Linked DNA regions of Mus musculus: all the other regions are linked to region 1. Evidence: chromatin contacts called from public promoter capture Hi-C data. All regions are on one chromosome and are shown on one strand. The core of a region is the stretch at or near the end of the contact, and the rest is flanking DNA. Distances in the headings are between cores, read along the strand shown.

Evidence for each region. Promoter capture Hi-C pulls out the DNA fragments that hold promoters and counts their contacts.
Region 2: a promoter capture Hi-C map of stem cell-derived epiblast-like cells shows a contact between it and region 1, with 2.5 times the contacts expected there. The contact joins the enhancer-like site here to the promoter of 5830454E08Rik in region 1. A contact is called at or near these places in 9 of 39 promoter capture datasets (the 3T3-L1 cell line, 3T3-L1-derived adipocytes, embryonic stem cells and 5 more), 2 of 484 Hi-C or Micro-C datasets (cortical neurons and embryonic fibroblasts), 6 of 115 datasets of contacts at active chromatin or transcription factors (bone marrow-derived macrophages, embryonic forebrain, embryonic stem cells and 3 more) and 1 of 9 other capture datasets (adipose tissue).
Region 3: a contact with region 1 is called in a promoter capture Hi-C map of hippocampal neurons, with 3 times the contacts expected there. The contact joins the promoter of Cck here to the promoter of 5830454E08Rik in region 1. A contact is called at or near these places in 4 of 39 promoter capture datasets (the 3T3-L1 cell line, hippocampal neurons, maxillary cranial neural crest and 1 more), 4 of 115 datasets of contacts at active chromatin or transcription factors (bone marrow-derived macrophages, embryonic forebrain, forebrain and 1 more) and 1 of 9 other capture datasets (liver).
Region 4: a promoter capture Hi-C map of hippocampal neurons shows a contact between it and region 1, with 6 times the contacts expected there. The contact joins the enhancer-like site here to the promoter of 5830454E08Rik in region 1. A contact is called at or near these places in 11 of 39 promoter capture datasets (the 3T3-L1 cell line, cranial neural crest, embryonic stem cells and 6 more), 1 of 15 datasets of contacts at CTCF or cohesin (embryonic stem cells), 1 of 484 Hi-C or Micro-C datasets (pancreatic cancer cells), 18 of 115 datasets of contacts at active chromatin or transcription factors (the 230-238 cell line, astrocytes, bone marrow-derived macrophages and 11 more) and 1 of 9 other capture datasets (embryonic stem cells).

What each region holds. Positions count from the first base shown.
Region 1 is chr9:120,575,901-120,578,600 of GRCm38.p6, reverse strand. 5830454E08Rik (RIKEN cDNA 5830454E08 gene) reads right to left here and starts at 1,270. Exons shown (of 1, transcript NR_073359.1): 1 at 528-1,270.
Region 2 is chr9:121,471,101-121,473,800 of GRCm38.p6, reverse strand. Trak1 (trafficking protein, kinesin binding 1) reads right to left here. Exons shown (of 16, transcript NM_175114.3): 16 at 1-1,564. The coding sequence ends at 802. Among named protein-coding and RNA genes, the nearest start is that of Gm51661, 18 kb to the right of the region's middle. Within about 2 kb of position 1,435, at least 7 of the 459 cell types and tissues checked have an H3K27ac peak or open chromatin away from gene starts, as enhancers often do. A contact at or near this core is called in stem cell-derived epiblast-like cells, where this site is marked.
Region 3 is chr9:121,494,194-121,497,048 of GRCm38.p6, reverse strand. Cck (cholecystokinin) reads left to right here and starts at 1,355. Exons shown (of 3, transcript NM_031161.4): 1 at 1,355-1,451; 2 at 2,517-2,732. The coding sequence starts at 2,519. All of the region lies in intron 1 of Gm38661 (a long non-coding RNA gene), which reads right to left.
Region 4 is chr9:121,106,440-121,109,139 of GRCm38.p6, reverse strand. The region is part of intron 31 of Ulk4 (unc-51-like kinase 4); the gene reads left to right. Among named protein-coding and RNA genes, the nearest start is that of Gm34945, 130 kb to the right of the region's middle. Within about 2 kb of position 1,324, at least 49 of the 459 cell types and tissues checked have an H3K27ac peak or open chromatin away from gene starts, as enhancers often do. A contact at or near this core is called in astrocytes and hippocampal neurons, where this site is marked.

The DNA.
Region 1 (2,700 bases), core at 21-2,520:
TAACTATGGGTCTGACCCCAATGGAGTCACAGAACTAAATGTGAGTCACAAAAGCAACAGCAAACATCTTCTGAGTTTAGTGACCAAAAAACTGATTTAAATCAAGTGCGTAACAAGTCCAAGGTTTTTCCACCCGTGTGGTAACGAGGCCACCTCAGGTGTAAACATGGTGTGTGTGTTCGCATGACAAGAGTTCAAAAAAGAAGACTCAACTCTCAAAAGTGTCTGTGGAAGGCACTCACAAGCCTCAGGTCACAGCAAACCTCGTTCTCAGCCCCTCCCCTCCTCCAGAAGGTTCAGTGAGTAAAGTTACTTGCTGCATAGCCTGACTACCTGGGTTCCATCTCTTGAACCCACACGGTGGAAGAGTTGATGCTTGAAGGTAGTCATGTGACCTCCACACACCCTCTGTGGCACACACGTCTGTATACACACACAAATAAGTGTATGGGAAGTGAAAGAAAATTCGCACACTGAATACTGGTCTCTTGACAATACGACCACAATGAATGAAGCAAACTCTTCAACACGTTTTAGTTTGTTTTAATGGATGAATGTGGTCAATGTCCGCCACACAAACTCAGGTACTCCCAGAGATCCCTGGAAGAACCTGGAGTGATAGGAGGTTGTGAAATACTCCGCAGGGACTCTGGGAACCAAACTTTGTTCCTCTGGAAGAGCAGAAGGTACTCCAACACAAGGTGTAACCCAGGCTGGCCTCAACTCCTGATATTCCTGCTTCTGCCTCTTCAGCATATCCTACTAGCAACGGACACCAGAACCAGCTCAATAATGAACTTCCTAACTTCAGCAGGTGACTCTCGTTTGCAGACACTCACGGGATGTTCTGGCATGGTTCTCCTTTCTTCCACTAGCATCTGCAACGTAAGCCTCACCACTCCCAATATAGCCTCCTGTGGTGCGTGGGTTCCGTATCTCCCACTGTGACACCCCAACCTCCTCGGACATCCCCATCCAAAGTCTTCCTGCCTCCCACGCAGGTCTCCACTCTGCAGACTGCGCGCTTACAAGGCACGAGTGTCTGACGGCGAGGGGACAGAAATGATGCTCCGCGCCCCGGGGACGCCTCCTGGGGCCCAATGCGTCCCTGGGCACGGAGGGGGGGGCAACATCGGATTGTCCACTCGTGGCAGGCTGGGAACGCTGAAGGAAGGTTGCACTTCTGACCCAGCACCGGGCGCAGTAAGTCAACGTCCGACTCGCCCGAACTATCTACAGGGCCAAGCCCCGACCCGGAAGCGCGAGCGCACTCCGGCCGCTCTAGGAGTTCCGGAGGCCTCATCTCGGTGATAACACCGCCCCACCACTTGTCGGTCCAGCGGAGTAGGAGGGGTTTGATGTGGCTCAGGGCGCCTGCGCACTTGCGCAGACTCCCGCGCATCTGCTCTGAAGATCTGAGAGGTGCGCTTTGAGACGTTTGGGTGCGTGCGCATCTGGGCAGCAGGTGGTAAGCGTTGCCCGCTCCGGGCAGAAATTATACAAATTCGCTTGAGCGATCTCTCTGGTACCAATTTTAAATAGCAACATTGATTGGGGAAAAAAAAAAAATCACACCCCCACAAATAAAGATTGGACATCAGTGTGCAGTTTCTCATGCTGATACGGCCGGAAAATTAGCTTAGCCGGTCACTTCTCAGCACCAGGTGGCTCAACTGAGCACCAGAAATCTAACGGCCTCTTCTGGACTGCCTGACCCTGCACTCACAGCATATACCCACAAAGACACAAATCATCCTGAAAAGTATTTTCATAGACTCAGCAGTTAATAACACCTGTTGCTCTTGCAAAGGGCCAAGACTCAATTCTAACAGCCATATGGTGGCTCACAATCCTATTCTAAGGGACCCAACATTCTCAGACACCACAATGAGGCACAGACCTAATATGCTGGCAAAACTCATTTGCATAAAACCCCAAACTTTAAAATGGTAAAGCAGTAAAAATGATAAGGTAGGAAAAGCTTATTTCTTACTGGACACGATGGTACTTATCTGTAATGCTAGCACTACAAAGGCCTAGACAGGAACCAGAAGCCCTACCTCAGACAATGTTCAAGGTGTGTGGTGGTTGATGGCCTATGCTGGAGGCTAAAGCATGAAGTCCCCTGGAGGCGGACAATGGTGGTGCACGCCTTTAATCACAGCACTTGGGAGGCAGAGGCAGGCAGATTTCTGAGTTGAGGCCAGCCTGTTCTACAAAGTGAGTTCCAGGACAGCAAGGGCTATACAGAGAAACCCTGTCTCGAAAACAAAAGACAGACAGACAGACAGACAGACAGGCAGAAAGAAAGAAAGGAAGAAAGAAAGAAGAAAGTCAGTCAGGCCCCTGGAGCTCAGAAGCCAGAAAAGCAAAGTGAGACCTTGTTTCCTGAAAGTTATCAAGTCCACAGCAGTCCCAACGCTAAGAAATCCTTCATAAATACCCCTGAAAACCAATCACCAAATACCTCACTGAAGTAACCATGCTTTTGAAACTGCTGGCTCCCAGGCACTGTTGTCCTTGATTTCAGTCCCCTCCTCCCCTGTCCCCTTACCTCAGGCTATACCAGTAAAGCCAGTTCCAGGTGCTAAGTTCTTAACCACCAGCATTTCAGTGCAAAAGGACTTGGCCCTCCTGCCAGCAGCCAACCTGAGTATACCTAGATATGGGCTCTGTTGCAGAAATCCACTTCCTGCAGTC
Region 2 (2,700 bases), core at 186-2,685, 900 kb before region 1:
GTGACATTGGGTCCCAGAAATAAGCTCTGTCATTAGAGAGTTAGCGTGTGTGCCGTCTGCACTTTGGTGTCAGAACCAAGAGAAACTGCCAGTACTGAGACTTCCCTGCAAATAAAAATTTTAGAAATGGGAAGGAAAAAAAGAAAAAATCAATCACTCAGAACACGGAGGGGCCGCCTGATTGCGCATCAGAGTGTAAATACATTCTTTTCGCGTCAGGCTCTAACCCTGACAGCTTGTGACAAAATGCAAGGTAACTTCAAGTCAGAGACGTGAAAAGAAGTCTGGAGAACAGACAGTCCATTGGGGCAGGATAGTGCAGACCTTGATGAAGCTGGGTCACCTACAACTGAAAGGACAGCTCTCCGATGGCGAGCAGCCCTGTGTGTCGGCTGTCATAGGTGAGCGAGGAGACCTGTGCCACACGGCGGCTCTGTGTGCACCCTGACAGTCTTATGCAGAATTCACCAGATTCCTATCCATGGGATAAGAACAGCCTTGGGAATTTCAGTGCTTCTTTAAAGTAAGGAAGAAAGGACGCCACCTTCCCCCAAATGAGCTCAGGTGACATCCTCACGAGATTGTGACCTTGTAGGGTTATTACTTCCTGTGGATTGGATGAGAGAGCAGATGCAAGGTCCCCAAGTCCTGTATACACACCATATGGAGTTCCACTCTCCCCCCAAGAGGCACACAATTGATCTCTCTAACTCAGAAGGAGTGGACCTCAGAGGAGACAGGGGTGTGAGTGCTCTGTCGGGGACAGGAGGCAGGAAGCAGACAGGACAGCAATCCCCAGCCTCACCGCAAGCTAGTCTGTTTGGGGAGCTTAGCACCCATCAAGATGCCCGAGGTGAGGATCACGGGGGCTCTCATCTGCACGCTGGACCCGACCATAGTGGGGAAGCTGCGATTCCGTCGGATGCCACTGGGGCACCCCAGAGGCAGGCCCTCGGGGACCAGGCCCCCAGGGACAAGAGCCTGTGCTGGCCCTGTGGGTCCACAGAGGAGAGGTCCCTGTTCCTCAGTCAAGGTGGGGATACGGGCACGTCCTGAGTTCACCACTCTGGCCACCCCAAACCTCCTGACTTTGTCCACAAGGTTGAGGTTGGAGACAGACACATCTGTTTGGCTCTCGCTGCTCCGCACGGGCCTCTTTTCCCTCACCTCCCTCAGGATAGAGCTGGCCGGCTTGGAAGCCAGGAAGTTGTTGTAGGGAGGGCTCGTGCACTTGAACTCGAAGGAGGGCGGGGAGGCCGAAGGTGTCTGCATAGGGGAGTTTGGTGGGGTGGACGGGATCACAGCCATCCTAGGGGTGTAGGAGTGGAGGAGGGAGCCCCTGCCGGCTCTGTCCCAACTCTGGGGGTCGTACACGGCCGCCGAGATGCCTCGCTCCTTCAGCAACCATACCAGCCCCAGGGACGTGCTCATGGTTGTCGTGGACTCACGGACATTTGTGAAAGACTCAGCCAGGCTCAGTCTCCGGGGGGTGCATGGCGTGGCCACTGGTGTGGATTTCAAGTGGCTGGTACTGCTACAAGCCGGAGCTGGGGCAGAGTTAAGGCTGAAAGAAAGGGGGGGGGGCTGGTTATTAGTGAGAAAGAACCATCAGTGGCCCAGTCGCCTGCAGGGAGTGCAGAAGCAGCTTGGGGTAGGAGAAGACACTCCCTGCTGTGCCCTGTGGAGCCCTCTGCTCCTCATTTTGTAGGGGGGGGGGGTCTCTTACTGTGCTTCAAGTTAACAGGAAGCTACGCATGGTCCCTTGCTTACCCCAGAGCCGTCTGTCTCCTCTGTACATGGAGATGCAGACTCTAAGGTCAGTGGGCGTACTCAGGGCTGTACTTGGCTAGTGAGTGGACAATCCTGGACTTGAACCCACATGCGAAGCGGCCCCACGGCTGTCAGGTCATGACAGGAAGCAGACCCTTCAGCAACCAAATTACCCCAAATAGTTCTTTTTCCAAACCTTGATCTTTCAAACCTGGGCCGCGAGTTACGGGAGAACTTGTTACAGGAACAGCAAAAACGCAGCCAAGGCACAGGACTCAGCCTCAGCCTCAGCCTCAGCCCCGTGCTGTTCCTGCTCCCACTTCCCACTGTGCAAACACCTTGGGATGCAGTGGACTGGGATGCAGTGGACTGGTCAGGGCAGGGGAAGGAAACCACATCTAACATGATCAATCTGTCTAGGATTTGTAAGGTTCAAAGCCCATCAGAGTGTGTAGCGAAGCCATATTCGTCCATCTACCACGGCCTGATGACTGGGGAGACCTGGGAGGTCCCAGTATCTGTGATCCAGCTGGGAAAGCCACCAGAATGCAGGCAGCAGGGAGAAGTAGCAGTCTGTGCTCACAAAGCTGGCTTTCAGGGAGGTCTGCTCTGCTTCTGAGAGGGTGCAGAGGGACAAAAGAAAACCTACTGCCACTGCCTCGTGGGACTTCAGCCGGAGTGGTCAGCTTCCCTAGCAATAGGCCAGCTGAGCAGTCCCCAGAACTCAGTCATAGACCCCTCTCCCCAGGCTGCTCACGGGAGGCCCAGGCACCTTGGGCAGGCACCAACTAGAAACAGAAAGGGAACCGGGACCATCTGGAGAAGGCCCTTGGAATGATGAGAGACGGGCCCCTCCCTCCCTAGACAGAGAGAGATAGAGGTGCCATGTGACCCCACATTTAGGTAGTCTCCCCACCTAACACTGGCGGG
Region 3 (2,855 bases), core at 106-2,605, 920 kb before region 1:
CCGACCCAGGGAAGTCAGCGCCTGTGGATTCTGACCATATCGAACAGCCTTGTGCCCAGCTGCTTTATCCACAATTCCGGACATGCTCGATCTGTCACAGATACATTCCCACAACCTGAGCTGTCTTGTGCGGGAAATCACCCCACAGCATTTAATCTGTTGCTGTTTAAAACATGTTGCCTCTAGGTTGCAGACACCGCTAGAGCCACAACCATGAACCTAAACTCTTGGCATCACTTGCTGTTTCTCATAGTCCCCCTCAGCCGGAAGTCCCCAAACTGTGTGCCTTTTCTATTTAGAAAGAGTTTCTAACCCTTTCTCCATTCACCCTAGCTTGACAGGGTTGAGGGCATGGTTGCCCTGGCTGGTGGTGACCCCAAGTTACAAGCTAGCAGCAAGGAGGTTGCTGTGGGGCTTCCTCAGTATGTGTTCTGTGGAATGGGGTTAGAGGGATTCAGCAAATTCTAGCACCCTGGGCATAGATAATCACTTTGTTATGTGAGAACTGGGGGTTGCAGGATTGTGCGCACTACAGCAGAGAGAGCCCCCTCTCTCCTTCTTGCTTGGTAAGAGTCTTTTTCTCAGCCAAGATCCTCATCACCCAGCGAAATCCCATAACTTTAGAGGGACTAGACTGGAAAGGGTGATCTGAGCTCTTGGGAAGGTGCGAGCCCAGCCCGCATGGCTCAGCCAGCCAGAGCTTGGGAGTGCCTGAGACACTCTCTGGCGCCACTTCACGACCAAAAGCATCAGTAGATGATAGGCCCCTGGGAAGTCGTCGTGGAAAGAAATTACAAATCTTTTTCCCAGAGGCTTTTCGCAGAAAGGCAGGAGCTGCACCCGATCTTACAATTGTGTAAGAATAGAATCCAGGATGCCAACTGCAATTGAGTTCTGAAAAATTGGGAGCCCGATTTCCCTCTCTTACTTGTGAGAGCCCACTCAGGTCTGAGGTGGTCCCAGAGAACACACCAGGATTACATCTGCTGACACCCAGCCTGTGAGGGTCCCCCAGTTTCCTTGAAGGATTTGATCCCCAAAGCTCACTGAACTTGGTCAGCTTCTCCATTGCAGATAAACTCCTGTTTTTCACCGAGAGTGGAGGTGGCACCCTCCCTGAGGTGGACTCTGCACAGGCGCCGAACAGGTGGGAAGGAAGCTCTTTAGATAAAGAGTAAGACCCATGCAAAGTGCCCCCCTGGGAGGGGCTATCCTCATTCACTGGGACGCTTCCCTTCTCTCCGGAGGGCCACATCAATCGGTGGTCCCTCCAGTGGCTGCCTCTGAGCACGTGTCCTGCTGGACTGCGTCAGCACTGGGTAAACAGATGACTGGCTGCGAACCGGGAGGAGCTATTTAAGAGCAGTCACCCTCCCGCCTGCCCTCAACTTAGCTGGACTGCAGCCTTCTCCGCTGGAACTCGCCAAGCCAGCTGATTTCCCCATCCAAAGGTAAGTAGCTGGCTGATCCAACAATCTTGAGTGTGAAGAATATTGGCCTGCAGCTTTGCACCTCTTGCTGTTTAGTCTTTCCTTTTTCTGTGCCTTCCCTCCCTTGACAGCTAGAAAGATTTCCTGAAGTCAGAAATAGCCTTAAAATGCATCTGGGTGGGTACTGCTGCGGAGAGACTTGTTGTATGTTCTGTTTACAGCAAGGCTGGGAATAGCCACTCTTAGGGTTTCTCTGCTGTTCGGAGCACTTTGCAATCATTTAAAAGAAACTACCTAGAGGTTTAAAGATTTATGCCCATTTTCTAAATGCTGCATTAAAAAAATTTTAAGGCTTTGGGGAATAAAAACACATCATTATGATACAGCACCCATCTGCTCAGTTCTCAAGTGTAGCAGGGCTTTGGCCACATCTGAGGACTGGGCACAGATTTCTGGCTTTTGCTTTGTATAGTGACTTCCCGTAAAACGCAGAAGAATCTATATAAATACAGCTTCTTTTTATGGGCCCACACTTAAAACGGCGTTTCCCAGTGTCCTGACATTTTTAATGTAGTGAATAAATTTAATCTCTCACATTTCTCTCCAGAAGTATCCTCCCCGTGTTTGTCTGTCCGTTTGTCTTTCTGTGTCTCTCTCTGTCTCTCTGACTCTCTCTCTCTCTCTCTCTCTCTCTCTCTCTCTCTCTCTCACACACACACACACACACACACACACACACACACACACACACACGCTTCATTCTGCTTTTCTGGTTAGAAGAGAGATGAGCTACAAAGGCGTCCTGGAACTTCAGGAAAGCAAGAGGAAACGCTGCTTCTGATCAGGGCAGAAAAATCGGGACTCTGCGGGATTCCCAGGTCCCAGGTGTGGATAACACAAAAGCCAGGCAGAAATTATCGCGGTGGCCAGGGCGCATCTAGGAACTTCGCTTGGCTACGGTTGAGCCAGTCTGACCCGGCTGCAGCCCCCATGTTCAGCCTCAGCCGACTTCTGTGTGCGGGACTTTGGGCTGGAGCACGCTGAGGCCAGTCTTTGGTTCACTCTCCTCGCCTTTGCTTCCCATAGCCATGAAGAGCGGCGTATGTCTGTGCGTGGTGATGGCAGTCCTAGCTGCTGGCGCCCTGGCGCAGCCGGTAGTCCCTGCAGAAGCTACGGACCCCGTGGAGCAGCGGGCGCAAGAGGCGCCCCGAAGGCAGCTGCGGGCTGTGCTCCGGACGGACGGCGAGCCCCGAGCGCGCCTGGGCGCACTGCTAGCGCGATACATCCAGCAGGTCCGCAAAGGTAAGGGTGTCCGCTCCCCGTCAGGCTTCTGCTGCGGCTCCAATCTTGATCCTTTCAGCACTGGCAGGGAGGAGGAAACAGAGGACGCACAAGGAGCAAAATTTTCACTTTTCTTCCCTGAGG
Region 4 (2,700 bases), core at 75-2,574, 530 kb before region 1:
TTTTAAGAAGGTGCTGGGGGGTTGATCTAGGTCCTCTTGCTTTCACGGGAAGTGATCATACCCACTGAGCGTCTTCCAAGCCCTAGGCGTTCATTCATTTTTACCCACAGTTTCATGTGGTAAGGTTGAATGTCTTTCTGCTGCAAACACCCCGGTGCTCGGTCTGTGGAGCCATGCCTGGTGCTGTTCCCTAGAGTCCCTTTCTTTTCTGCGTCTGCAGTTTCCACTGCCTGCTTGTTCCAGCTCTCACTGGCCTCACCTGGCCAAATCCTCGGTACTTCGTCCCATGACCCTGCAGGGTGTGGCCTGGCCATCCTTCAGATAGGACCCTACCCCCACCCCCCCAAGGAACTTGATTGGGGCCTGAGCCCAGAGTGAGGCAGGCAGGCAGGAGCTGGAATAAAGTGTTGCTTCCTTTGGCATTTTCTAGTCTAGGTCAGTCACAGGTGGCTGTTTACTTTTTCAGGTTGGTGACAATCCCAGCTGAAAAGCAACCTGGAAAAGATGGCTGGCAGTGTTGCCTTGAATCTGCCACCATGGTCCTTGATGGTGTAGGCCTTGATCCACGAACAATAAAACCAAAGTGTTTCTACATCTGGGTGCAGGTTTGGGGTTCTCGTGTGGAGTCTCAAGAGAATCTGCCACACTCTGCTTGTCTCACAGACTGTAGCGAGCAGGGCAGGTGACTCGGGGTGATGGTCGGTGAAGAGATGGCTGAGCAGCTACAGCATGAACGCCCCCCCCACCCCCAAGGACTTGTGCGCAGATCCCAGGACCTACCCTGGGCAGCTGCCAAGCTTTTGTAAATCCCAGTCCCAGGGGATCTGGCGCCATCTTCTGGACTGTCCAGGTACTGCATGCATGTGTCTGTCTCCCTGAACGAGCCTGAGCCTGTCTCCCTGAGGCAGAGTTCACACTGAGCATCCGCAGCTCACCAGAATTCACAGGCAGACAGTGCCCTCATGGCGGCGGTGGGCAACAGTACAGTAGGAAAGAAGCAGTTTTGGCACATGTGATACACCAATCAAGAGACAATCATGTGTGCACGCTTGCATTTTTTCTGGTTCATCTTTCCTGCTTCAGGCTGGTCTTTTGCTCAGCACATTGCAGGACAGGTCGATCTGTCAACACTCCAAGAAGATACATAAATGAGATGGCATCCATCTCCAGGGACGCTGGCAGCTTCCCTTGGGCTCCATTGCCAGGGTTCTCTGCCTAAGCAGACTTGGCAGTGGTCCACCATGCTGCCTCGAGGCACACCCCATCAGGAGCCAGGACCATGGAAGCATGTTGCTGGAACTCCAAATGACATGGATATGCCAGGCTAGCAGCCAAGCAACACAGTTAGCCTGCCAGAAGGGCCTGCTCAGCACTGCCACTACTGTGGAGCCAGGGCTAGCATTCTAAGGATGAGCCCAGCAGTGGCTTGGCATCAGTACCTGCTGATTCCGGCCTGCTGCTCTGCCAGGTAGAGAGCTTCCCTCGAGCCCCTGTGGTGCCTGTCAGTCGGATTTAACAGTAGCATTTACTCCCTTCTCTACTGTAATCAGAAATGGGGATGATGTCCACTCTGGCTTCCATCCATACTCTTAGGTTGCTTGCACCATGCACCTTGCTCCAGATGAGAGGAAAGCCTGGGCCCAGGTCTCCTTAGCGCTCGCCCAGCTGTGTCAGAGCTCGCTCAGCACCTGCCAGCTGTCCGCCTCCATCAGCAGAGGAGCTGCTCAGCTTCACCATTCCTGACACAGCAGGTGCCACGGCAGGCACTCCAGCCTCTGCCAGCACGCAGACAGCCTCGAAAGGGGCCCTAATCTTGCCCTTTATTCCCAGGAGTTCCTTGCCTCTCTCCGTGAGGCAAATGGCAAGGCTGATTTTAAACTAGCGGGTGACCTTTGAGTCTCACCGAGCTTGCCTCCTTCCTATCGCCCCTCCCCAAGGGTTGGTGTGTGACTCAACCACAGAATAGTTTCCAAGTTCTTCAGAAGAAAGTTGCCTGGAGTTGAGGGTTGTTGGAGCATTGTCCTGCATCTCCCTGATGCCCCAGCCTTCTGTCTTGGGGTTTCAAGCCGCATCACGGCTCTGGACACAAACAGATCTGTAGAAACAATCTCCCTGGGCTCTCTGTAGATAGATGGGAGTGTTTCATCCCAGCTCTAGCTTCTGTGATAGAAGCTGTGGGAATGATGTGGGAGATTGCATCCTAGACAGTATGGATGGAGAGGGGGATGGATGCTGAGTCTGGTGCGGGAGGAAGCAGAGTCGTACGCTATGCAACTGCGTGGGTTGTATGTAATAGCAGCTACTAGTGGATGAAAGGACCTCATAAAAAGTCACCCGTTGAAAGCAAAGTGTCTTCCCCTCGTGTGTGTTTACCATTGCTGTAAAGACCACCAGCTTCTCAGGGCTCTGACAAGAAGCAAGATGTTTGCAAAGGGAAGTGAGTGTGCACTGTCACACCCCAGAGCCTCGCTTTGAACCCACTGTGGAAGTGTGTGGTCCTAGGTGATTCCAAATCCAGCCAGGTTGACAGTGGAAGTGAACCATCACATTGTGGCATTTTCTTTCCGTCAGACTTCTTGTGCTGACCGCAATGTCTTCTGGGTCTGCTATGGTGGAGTCCCTCCTTTTTAAAGACTGAATACTATCCATTGAAGAAAGGACTTTGGCAAGGACCAATGCTAGCTCACAGCTCAGAAAAGC